2 separate regions of the Hordeum vulgare genome follow, and region 1 is linked to region 2. Evidence: chromatin contacts called from public Hi-C data. All regions are on one chromosome and are shown on one strand. Each heading gives the region's core, a stretch centred on a gene start, on an enhancer-like site or on the middle of the called end of the contact. The rest is flanking DNA. Distances are from core to core; before and after follow the strand shown.

Region 1 (5,413 bases), core at 1,227-3,726, 950 kb after region 2:
AGGTACGCGCAGATCACTGCATGCGCCAACCGCAACGCATTATGTTCAGTACTGGTTTGGTTTGGTTTGGTTGGTACTGTACCATGAACGCTTTGTGTATCTGGCGTGGTGGCAGCACGTGGTTTCTCTTGGGCACGTACGCTACCTGGCGCGATGTCGTGGTAGACCAGCGTGAAGATGATCACCGGCAGCGTCGCTGGAACCTGCTCCCAGTGGGCGTTCGCTGGCAGACTCAGGCCGCCGCCGAACGCCACCGCCGAGACTTCAATCATTAGCAGCAAACCTGTGTCAGTAGACAGATCACGGTGATGAGAGTGATACGCACCAGTGCCCAAGACTTTGCGCCATTTGTAAGGTGTATGGTATCTGCTATTCCCGATATGAATTCCATGTGCAATGCTAGCTACTCCCTCCGTTCCTAAATAGTATAAGTATTTGTAGAGATTTCACTAGTGGACCACATACGGATGTATATAGACATATTTTAGAGTGTACATTCAATTATTTTGCTTCGTATGTACATACCTAGTGAAATTGGTTAAAAGACTTATATTTAGGAACGGAGGGAGTAGATGGAAATGCTGAGACTGCAGAGAAAGCAACGGGCTCACCGGCTCAGAGCAAAGATTTGTCCTGCGCTCCTACGCGTTAATGCAGATCTCAGTAGTGATGTATCCGTTCTTAGTACTACAGTGCTACTTCTATGGTACTGGCCGTTCATCGAAGTGACAACTCACATACACTACTATACGTAGTGTACCACACTGGTACTGGTAGGCGTTGCGAGCAAGCAGTACAGTACGTACCTATCATGAAGAAGGTGAGCACTTGGTTCACTTGGGCGGTGACACCCGTGCCACCGGCGGCGATGAGGAGCGCGAGGGCGGCGGTGAAGGCGGCGCCAGAGACAGGCTCGGGCACGCCGATCGCGCGGGAGAGCACCTCGCCGGACTTGGACGTGTAGGCGACCATGGAAGTGTAGGACAGGAACAGGTAGGCGGTGGCGGCCAGGTTCCCTCCCCACTCGCCAAGCGTCGCCTGCGCCATGCTCTTCATGGATATCACCTCCAGGCCTGCACCATCGCCGCCGTCTTTCTTGCTCTTCCGACGCAGGTGGACGTTGATCTCGGCGATGAGGAGCGCTTCGGCCACCAGGAAGGCCCAGCAGACGACCATGCACACGGCGCTTGGAACGAAACCCTGTGAATTGCCGGAGTAGTAGCATCAAGGACAATTCTGGTCTGTCATGCTACCTTCATTCGCAACATATATTGCTTTACTCCATGCAAGAAAATGTGCGAGTGAAATTATGTGGCGGCATTCCGGATTTCCAGATCATACTAGTAGGTCAAATTACTTGACGCTGTTCGTTGTTCTGCTCCTGGGTATCGTATTTCCAGAACGCGAAAGCTCAAGTTGGAACGATTTAAGATTGATCCCGCCAGCCAAAGATGACGAATGAGACGCCAATTGAATGCGCACAGCGACGCCGGTTGGTGGTCATGGCGGGCAGATACATGTGGCTGTTTTCAGATGTGTTCAATGAAAACTTTCATATGGGGGCCTCCGTGCTTGGGCAATTCACTGTACTGATATGGGTGGTAGATGGGCCATTACTCCATGAAATGCTGACCTTCTAGGGATCGTTGTAGGTGGGACTGTGCAGTGCGGACGGGCCACAAAGGACAATATGATAGTAGTAATAATTTCAACATTTCATTCAGTACAATTTACTTGGCTGATTAATTCTGTTGTGCCACCGTAGATCTGACGCCTGGGCCTGCCATGCCGGTGAAATTCTCGGCAGAACAAAGGGAAGAGAAACTCACCGCGGGCGCGGTGCTCTGCGGCACGGCAAGGATGCCTGACCCGATGCTTGTCCCCACTATGAGCGCAACGGCACCAGCCACGCTCCCTCTCTTCGGCCCGCCACCTGGTGGCGGTGACGCTCCGACGGCATCCGGCAGCGGCGGCGCTTGGTCGCCATCTCCTACCTTCGGGCCGCCACGTGCTCTCACCACGACGGCCCGCGCCCTCTTGCCCGGAGCAGCGCCGCACCGTGTGTCGCCGCCGCCGCGGCAGCAAAGGCTTCTGGATAGGCTGGACGGGACGTGGCGGTGGAGCTTGGCCGGGCAGAGCGCGCGCCGGATGACGATGCCCTGCATCCGGCCGAGCTATGGCTGGCTTGATGGCGGGCTCGGAGCGGGATTCCGGATTCGATCTGGTGGTGTGGTGGTATATTCATCTCATCACTGGAGTGGCCAATGAATATACTGAATCTTCAGCTCGAGTGGCTGCGGACTGCGGTCGTCGTCTACAGAAAAGCGGAAGTTGTGGTGCACACGGCGAGAGCCGAGCGGACGCCGGACGCTAGTCGGAGAGATTCTGGACCGTGCGTGTCTCGAGTCTCGACCTTTGCACCGTACGGGAAAGGATGTGATGTCTGCTACCCGACGGACCGGGGAGAAGATTTTTGCGTGCGTGTTAGAGCATTTCCAACACAAGTGCAACTCCGCGTGCTAAAAAGCAATTTACAGCGTCGGAGTTATCTGTTTTTGCGCGCAGCGGAGCTCTGACTCCAGCGGTCGTTGAAAAAATTATGCGCGCGTCGCGTTCCAGCAGACGTACTAAAAAATTAGTGCGCCACAAATATATCTACAACAAACAGGTCCCTAACATTTACAAATAAGTCCATTTGACCAAAACAAAAACGCAATTAAGTCCCCAATCGTTGGAGCAAGCTAGCTAGCTGATGATCGAATCGCAAGCGTGCTGATGGAATCGCAAGCTAGCTAGTTTGCTGATGGAATTAGCAAGCTACGCACGCGCCGCTTGCCACCGCACGCGAGCTAGCTTGGAATCGCAAGCTCCGCACGCGCCGCTCGCCTCCGGCCACCGCACACGCTCCCGGCCGGCGAGCTCGACGCGGCGAGCTGCAGGAAGGCGGCAAGCTCGAGGCGGCGAGCAGAAGAGTAGCGGCGGCTCCCGGCCGACACGTGCTCCCGGCCGACGAGCTCGAGGCGGCGAGTTGTAGCCGGCGAGCAGAAGGGCAGCGGCGGCTCCGCCCGTGCCGGGACGAGCAGAGGACGAGCATGCAGGAGTGGTGGCGGCGAGCTGTGGCTGTAGCGGCGAGCTCGAGGCGGGACGCGAGGGAGCGGAGCGAGTCGGAAGATTCAGCGCGCTGTACGCTACGCACTAAATATCCCGCGTGCGATGCCAAAAGTCCGAGCGCGCTGGATAGTTTTTGCTGCGTGCTGGGTTTTGCAGCGTCTGTTGGAGAGCTTTTTTCTTCTCCCGCGCGTTAAATTAATGGTTTTTTCAGCACGCCCCTACTTTTAGCGCCTCTGTTGGAGATGCTCTTAGGCCTCTTGCAATGCATTGATGTTTAGATGAGGTGCTAAGTATATTAAAAACTTTAACAACTAGTCTTTTCAATGCATAGGTGCTTAGCTTTTGTTGGTAAGCTTTTTTTATGGAATTATTTAACAATTAAACTTTTTCATGCATTGTTTGATAGTGTTTTTTACATAGGTTCACGTGCTTAACACCGTTTCTTCCTGGGCCACCATAATGCTCTCTCTCCTCTTTAATTGCTTTACCACATCATTATTTTGTCTATGTGGCTCTTTTAGCACCCATGCACTAGGAAGGACCTTAGACGATCTACAGCCGGACTGATCAAATCCGGCCCGAGTCCCACGAACAGGCCGGGCATGTGACGCATAAAAACGCCCATCATAAATCGCTTCATACATTCACATATATTATATCTGGTCTCTTAAATTTATGTAAAATCATGTACGTCGATCAAGAAAACATACCATTGTCGAGCATAAATAATACTGTAACTACCCGAACATAAAAAGTGTTTAATCAAATTTATTTGAAATATACAATCAGTAATTCACTCTTTGATTTTCATTGTGGGTTCACATATGCTCCACTACATCATTTAGGATATGGGTGTGCACTTGATAATCTTGGAGATTTTGATGCATCTGCAGAAAGTTCATAAGTTGAGCTACATCTTGATCTTTCAAGATTTTAACTTGTTCGCGGGGTGCCTCAAAATCATTGATTTGGGCTACACCATCTTCCTCATCCTCGACAATCATATTGTGTAAAATAACACAACAAGTCATCAACTCTCACAAAGTTTCCGATCCCACATCACTGCAGCCCCACGGACAATTCCCCAACGCACTTGCATCACTTCAAATGCCCTCTCCACATCCATCCTAGCTGCTTCCTGCATTGTTGCGAAGTGCTTTTGTTTTCTGCCATCTGGTTCGGATATGGTCTTCACAAATGCATCCCACTGAGGATATATGTCATCGGTAAGATAGTATCCCAAGCTATAGTCTCGGCCGTTGACGGTGTAGTTGCCCGGAGGTGATTCCCCATTGCAAAGCCTGCTGAACACCGGAGATCGTTGAAGCACGTTGATGTCGTTGTGAGAACCCGACATTCCAAAAAAAACATGACAAATCCATAAGTCATGTGATGCCGCCGCTTCTAGTATGATGGTGGAATCTTTGGTGTGACCTTGATACATTTCTCGCAAACCTTTAAGGCAGTTCTTCCATCGCCAATGCATGCAATCAATTGATCCGAGCATTCTTGGAAACCCTCTGTCCCCTCTCCAATAGGCAAAAACTTCTGAGTGTCTTGCACATTTGGTTTTGTGAGATACTCTGCTCCAAACACCTCGACCACAACACGGGCAAAGTTGACAGTAGTCTTCAGGCATGTGCTCTCCCCCATCCTCACCATCTCACCAACCACATCTGCCGCAGTACCAAGTGCAAGCATTCTCAGAGAAGTCATGCACCTCTGTTTGGCAAAGAAAGAGAGTTTACTGCAGCAATCCCTTGTCATCTAGAAGTAGACGCCGTGTGCCTCCACTTCCTTCACAATATGCAAAAACAATGGTTTCCGCATGCGAAAACGATGACGAAACCATGGATCATCCGGGAAAGTTGGGTTTGGAGCAAATTAATCCTTCTGTAGTAGCTTTGCTCTGGATACCCTATCCCAATTGATCACTCTTCTCCCTTTGATTGAGCCTTGAAATAGAGAATATGCTCCACTTGCCAGTCCATTTCCTCTTGCATGGTCATGAGCATGATCATGTCCACTTCATTGTCCGAATCCAATGAATCGAAGAACTCATGTTCAAGCAGTTGATCAAGCTCCGTCGGTCCATACTCCTCGCCGAACGAAGCATCAAAATCCATCATTTCCCAGAAAAATTTGATGTCAGCTACTTCGTATACACCTTTAGGCTCATGTGTGGGATTTCTTGGAGCGTTCTTGAAAGTGCGTTATATCAACTAGAGGGGCGCCGAATAGGCAATTTTGAAAAATTCATCACTAAGGAAATTCCTAGTGAGGAAAGTCCTGAGTCATGAAC
Region 2 (5,107 bases), core at 18-2,517:
CAGGAGAGATGGGTTCTTCGAACAGATCTGGGTAAAAGCTTGCTTTCGGCTACTGCCAAAGCCGGCGATGGCGGCGTTGTCTACGTCATTTCCTTCCTGAAGGCATCGCTGAGGAGAAGTTCAAGGCCACTCTTTGCTACCTTCGGGGGAAACCCTAGATCAGTAGATTGGATGGCGGCGATGCTCTGGTGTTGTTTCCCTCTTGGGGGCGTCATTCATGGAGGTACACACGGGCTCGAGGGATCATTGGGCGGCATCAACGATGGAGCGGCGTTCCTTGTGACACATTGATGTCGTGGAGTCTCGGCGGCGAGGCGCAGCAAAGTCTCGACGACGGATGCGTGATGATGAGCGCGCGTTGGGAGGAGGCGTTGTCTGGCACCGTGGGGGCATCGACGGCAGGCCCTGCAAGGTCGATGCGTCAGTAACTCTTCTGAAGATGGATTGATGGAAAGCGGCGGCGACAACCTATGAGGGTGCGTTGGACCGGTTTGTGCCCCTGACCCGGTATGTGGCTCGGTCGGGGCCTTCGGCTTTAGATGTTAGGCTAGGTGAGAGGTCTGGGTATGTGGCTTACACTTTCTGCACCCCTTCATCATTGGATAGGAGTAGCGACAGATATTGCCAAGAGAACGGCTTCAGATATATTGATGTATTGCTTTATAAGATATTTGTGAATAATTAATAAAATGGCTGCATGCATCTTCCAGATGCACATGCCTGGGGTCATCCTCCTTTAAAAAAAATCCCTACGCACGGCAGCGACAACTGGCTCCTGTCTACAGCTCGCCGCGTCATCATCTTCCACTTCCACTGCTCCAAAATTAAGCCACCACTTTCCACCCTCGCCATTTCCATTTTTCTAGCACAAGATAAGAAACGAAAAGGAGATGGATCCTTCGCCGCGGGACAGTCCAGGACGCCGGCAGTGCAGCATATGATACGCGCGCGGGGACGGGGAAGCGACAAGGCCGTTCTAGACCTGAGCGGCAGACGTGGTACAACTAGCGCTACGTGCTGGTAACGGGGCTGGGGATCGACAAGCGACAACGCCGGCCGGTCACCGCACACGACCCCTGTCGGTGTAGCTAGCCGGCCCCATTTTCTATCTTTCTTTGCGAGGCCAATGCCAAGAGCACATGCCCGGAGGCGTACGGCGAGGGGGAATACTAAACGCTCTCTGCAGCAAGTAAAAAAAAGAAGAGGGGGGTGTAATTTTCAGCGAGGGAGAAAAGAGGGTGAGAGGCAGCAAGGAAGGAAGATGCTTGCATTACTCCCGCGGCCCACCCATCAATCATCCACGCCGTGTGTACCACCGAACCATCACGCCGCCGCCATTAACTACTGCTGCTAGCAACTCGCAGCAGGAGTAAATTCTTTCTCCCTCCCGTCTATCCGATCCGATCCAGTTCAATCTCGTTTTCTCATCGCGATCGCGCACCCCAGGTGTCCGCCATTGTTGCCGTTGCTTGCAAGCAGCAGCAAAACCGGACGCCCGGGGCAGGTCAAGAGCAGGGAAGATCCACGAGAGAGAACACGGCCACACTCCACACCCACCCCATTGCCTGCCGCGAGCGCGCAAAAAAGCCTTTTTAATCGCGGTGGGAGAAGGAGGAGGGGCACGGCACCACCACCACCACCGCATCCACAAACCACAAGACCACAAGGAACAAACAAAGCGAGAAAGCGAGGTGCATTTCGTTTGTGCCCTGCCCATGGGGTGTATATTAAACCACCAGTAGTGTCTCTGGTGTGTGTGCGCTCTGCTGCTCCGTTAAAATCCCATTTCGCCTGGGAAGCCAAGCCACACACCGAGGCACCGAGCTAGCAGCAGCAGCAGCAGCCTCCGGCTTCTCTCCTCTCTTTCTTTTTCTTTTCTCTCACCGCCCCCCACCGAGCAACTCCAGCTGCTGCTCGTCGCCCTCACTCCACTCCACGTCCACCGCGCTACTAGCTCGGCTAGTACACCGAACGCCATCATCCCACGAACAAGGTGCAGTCCTTGTCGCTGTTTCTTCTCAGGAGAGCGACAAAGCAATGGCGGCCGTCGGCAGGCTGCCGAGCGCGGCGGCGGCCCTGCTGCTCGCGCTGCTCTGCCTGGCGGGGACGTCGGCGGCGACCAACGTGACGTACGACCACCGCGCGCTGGTCATCGACGGCGTGCGCCGCGTGCTCGTCTCCGGCTCCATCCACTACCCGCGGAGCACCCCCGACGTACGTCCGGCTCTCTTTTGCTTTCTTTCTTTCTCGTCTGTGCGTGGCCTCTCCCTACTCTCTTCTCCGAGGATAGCTCAACACTGGCTGGCGTTGATTGCAGATGTGGCCGGGGCTGATGCAGAAGGCCAAGGACGGCGGCCTGGACGTGGTCGAGACGTACGTCTTCTGGGACGTCCACGAGCCCGTCCGGGGACAGGCACGTTCTCCACTCCATACCGGCCATCAACCTCTCTCTCTCTCTCTCTCTTGCTGCTGTGCTATTTTCTCTAGTGTCATACTACTTTCGTTTCTCCTTTTCTCAAATCATCTCCTCCAGCTGGTCGTCATGTCATGTGTGAAAGGGCAGTGCTTGCTTCCCCTGCACCCTATGCTTTATTCTTCCCACTCGCTCCCAAGCTCTCTTTAATTACTTACCGATCGTACACTGTCGTCTATCATGAGCTCCCTTCGAACTAGTGACATTTTGCATAGTAAATAATATATTGTGTATTGCATTGTATCGGTATGTGCTACTACTTGCTGTTGCAAAATCAAGCCACGAAAACTCTGACGGTTACGAGCCGCAACGTGACAGTACGACTTCGAGGGCAGGAATGACCTGGTGAGGTTCGTCAAGGCCGCCGCCGACGCCGGGCTCTACGTGCACCTCAGGATCGGCCCCTACGTCTGCGCCGAGTGGAACTACGGGTCTGGATTCCGACTCTACACAATTTCCCCCTGTCCGATCTCGGTTTCAGTAGGAGGAGCGGAGCGGAGCGATGGAGCCTAACCGTGTGCCGTTTGTTGATCGTGTGACCCCGACCGCAGAGGCTTCCCGCTATGGCTGCACTTCATCCCGGGGATCAAGCTCCGCACCGACAACGAGCCTTTCAAGGTACGCGGCGGCATAATTGTGCGAGCAATGCAGCTTGATCGATCGATCCATCATGAGTGAAATGATTCGGTGGATGATTCGGGTTGGGTGGTGTGGTGTGGTGTGGGTGCAGACGGAGATGCAGCGGTTCACGGAGAAGGTGGTGGCGACGATGAAGGGCGCGGGGCTGTACGCGTCGCAGGGCGGGCCCATCATCCTGTCGCAGATCGAGAACGAGTACGGCAACATCGCCGCCTCCTACGGCGCGGCGGGGAAGTCGTACATCCGGTGGGCCGCCGGGATGGCCGTGGCGCTCGACACCGGCGTGCCCTGGGTCATGTGCCAGCAGACCGACGCGCCAGAACCCCTCGTAAGTTCATTTTTTTTTTCATCCATTGTCGGCTCGCCGCGCCCCTGGGTCATCGTTGTTATTACCGGACGGCAGCGAGACTGAATCTGAATGAACTGGGAAAAAAAAACATGGATGGGTGCAGATCAACACGTGCAACGGGTTCTACTGCGACCAGTTCACGCCCAGCTTGCCCAGCAGGCCCAAGCTGTGGACAGAGAACTGGAGCGGCTGGTTCCTCTCCTTCGGCGGCGCCGTGCCCTACCGCCCCACCGAGGACCTCGCCTTCGCCGTCGCGCGCTTCTACCAGCGTGGCGGCACCCTGCAGAACTACTACATGGTACGTGCGCCCACAGCTGATGGATGGTCCTCTGCTCTGCGCTGCTCCTGTGACTAACTCCGGCCGGGTCTTTCTTAACTCTTAACTCTACTCTGTCGGTAGTACCACGGAGGGACCAACTTCGGCCGCAGCTCCGGAGGTCCGTTCATATCCACGAGCTACGACTACGACGCCCCCATCGACGAGTACGGTGAGCACCCGTCTTCTTCCTTTGAGCTGCCCGTGTCTCGATTTTCTCCTTCGGTTCCTGAACAATGCGTTTGATTTTGCCCTTCTCGCAATGCGTGATTCAGGGCTGGTGAGGCAGCCAAAGTGGGGCCACTTGAGGGATGTCCATAAGGCGATAAAGATGTGCGAGCCTGCGCTCATAGCAACCGATCCATCATACATGTCCCTCGGTCAAAATGCAGAGGTACGCGATCCGCTTTTCACAAAAGCAACTTTTATTTAGCCAAAAAAAGAGGGCAAAGCAACTTTCGTTTTAACGAGAAAAGAAAGACAAATCAATCAGCGTCGCGGAGCAAATCTTGTTCAGGAATGATAGTGTATATACCTTTATGGTATGTTCTGTTGTGCTTAATGATGATGATGATGATGATGGTATCTGCATTTTCTTCTGGCTTCAGGCACACGTATACAAGTCCGGTTCACTGTGTGCAGCATTCCTTGCGAATATAGACGATCAGTCTGATAAGACTGTCACTTTCAACGGCAAGGCATATAAACTCCCCGCGTGGTCTGTCAGCATCCTTCCTGACTGCAAGAATGTGGTGCTCAACACTGCCCAGGTATGTGCACTTGCCTTGTTTTAAGACAAAGAAGCCGTGTTTCTGGAACAAATGCTGACCTTGGATCTGATTACGGTACACAAACGATACTACTCTTCGCAGATCAACTCTCAGGTAGCATCTACACAGATGAGAAACCTGGGGTTCAGCACTCAGGCGTCTGACGGTTCATCCGTCGAAGCAGAACTCGCTGCATCTAGCTGGAGCTACGCCGTAGAGCCTGTCGGTATCACAAAGGAGAACGCCTTGACAAAGCCTGGGCTGATGGAGCAGATAAACACCACCGCGGACGCCAGCGATTTCCTGTGGTACTCAACAAGGTACAGGATTGCACTCTTAGCTGTACTTGTGCAGATGGTGATCCCTAAGCTGGCGGTGACAGGTTTTACTGACTGGTTTCTACTTTGTGCAGCATCGTCGTGGCGGGTGGTGAACCGTATCTGAATGGTAGTCAGTCCAATCTGCTTGTCAACTCACTTGGGCATGTTCTTCAGGTCTTCATCAATGGCAAGTTGGCAGGTAATGTGTGAGAAGAAAATGCAAACTCATTCAGATGACAT

The links. Hi-C and Micro-C count contacts between places; a contact is called where the count stands out from the background.
Region 1: a Hi-C map of leaf shows a contact between it and region 2, with 5 times the contacts expected there. The contact joins the promoter of LOC123449128 here to the promoter of LOC123449121 in region 2. A contact is called at or near these places in 3 of 6 Hi-C or Micro-C datasets (leaf and seedling) and 1 of 1 datasets of contacts at active chromatin or transcription factors (embryo).

The regions. Positions count from the first base shown.
Region 1 is chr4H:496,527,176-496,532,588 of MorexV3_pseudomolecules_assembly, forward strand. LOC123449128 (tyrosine-specific transport protein-like) reads right to left here and starts at 2,477. Exons shown (of 7, transcript XM_045126224.1): 1 at 1,830-2,477; 2 at 807-1,200; 3 at 146-283; 4 at 1-16. The coding sequence starts at 2,165.
Region 2 is chr4H:495,573,525-495,578,631 of MorexV3_pseudomolecules_assembly, forward strand. LOC123449121 (beta-galactosidase 6) reads left to right here and starts at 1,268. Exons shown (of 17, transcript XM_045126213.1): 1 at 1,268-2,214; 2 at 2,318-2,413; 3 at 2,792-2,904; 4 at 3,025-3,091; 5 at 3,204-3,440; 6 at 3,565-3,759; 7 at 3,862-3,949; 8 at 4,053-4,171; 9 at 4,386-4,547; 10 at 4,650-4,867; 11 at 4,960-5,066. The coding sequence starts at 2,038.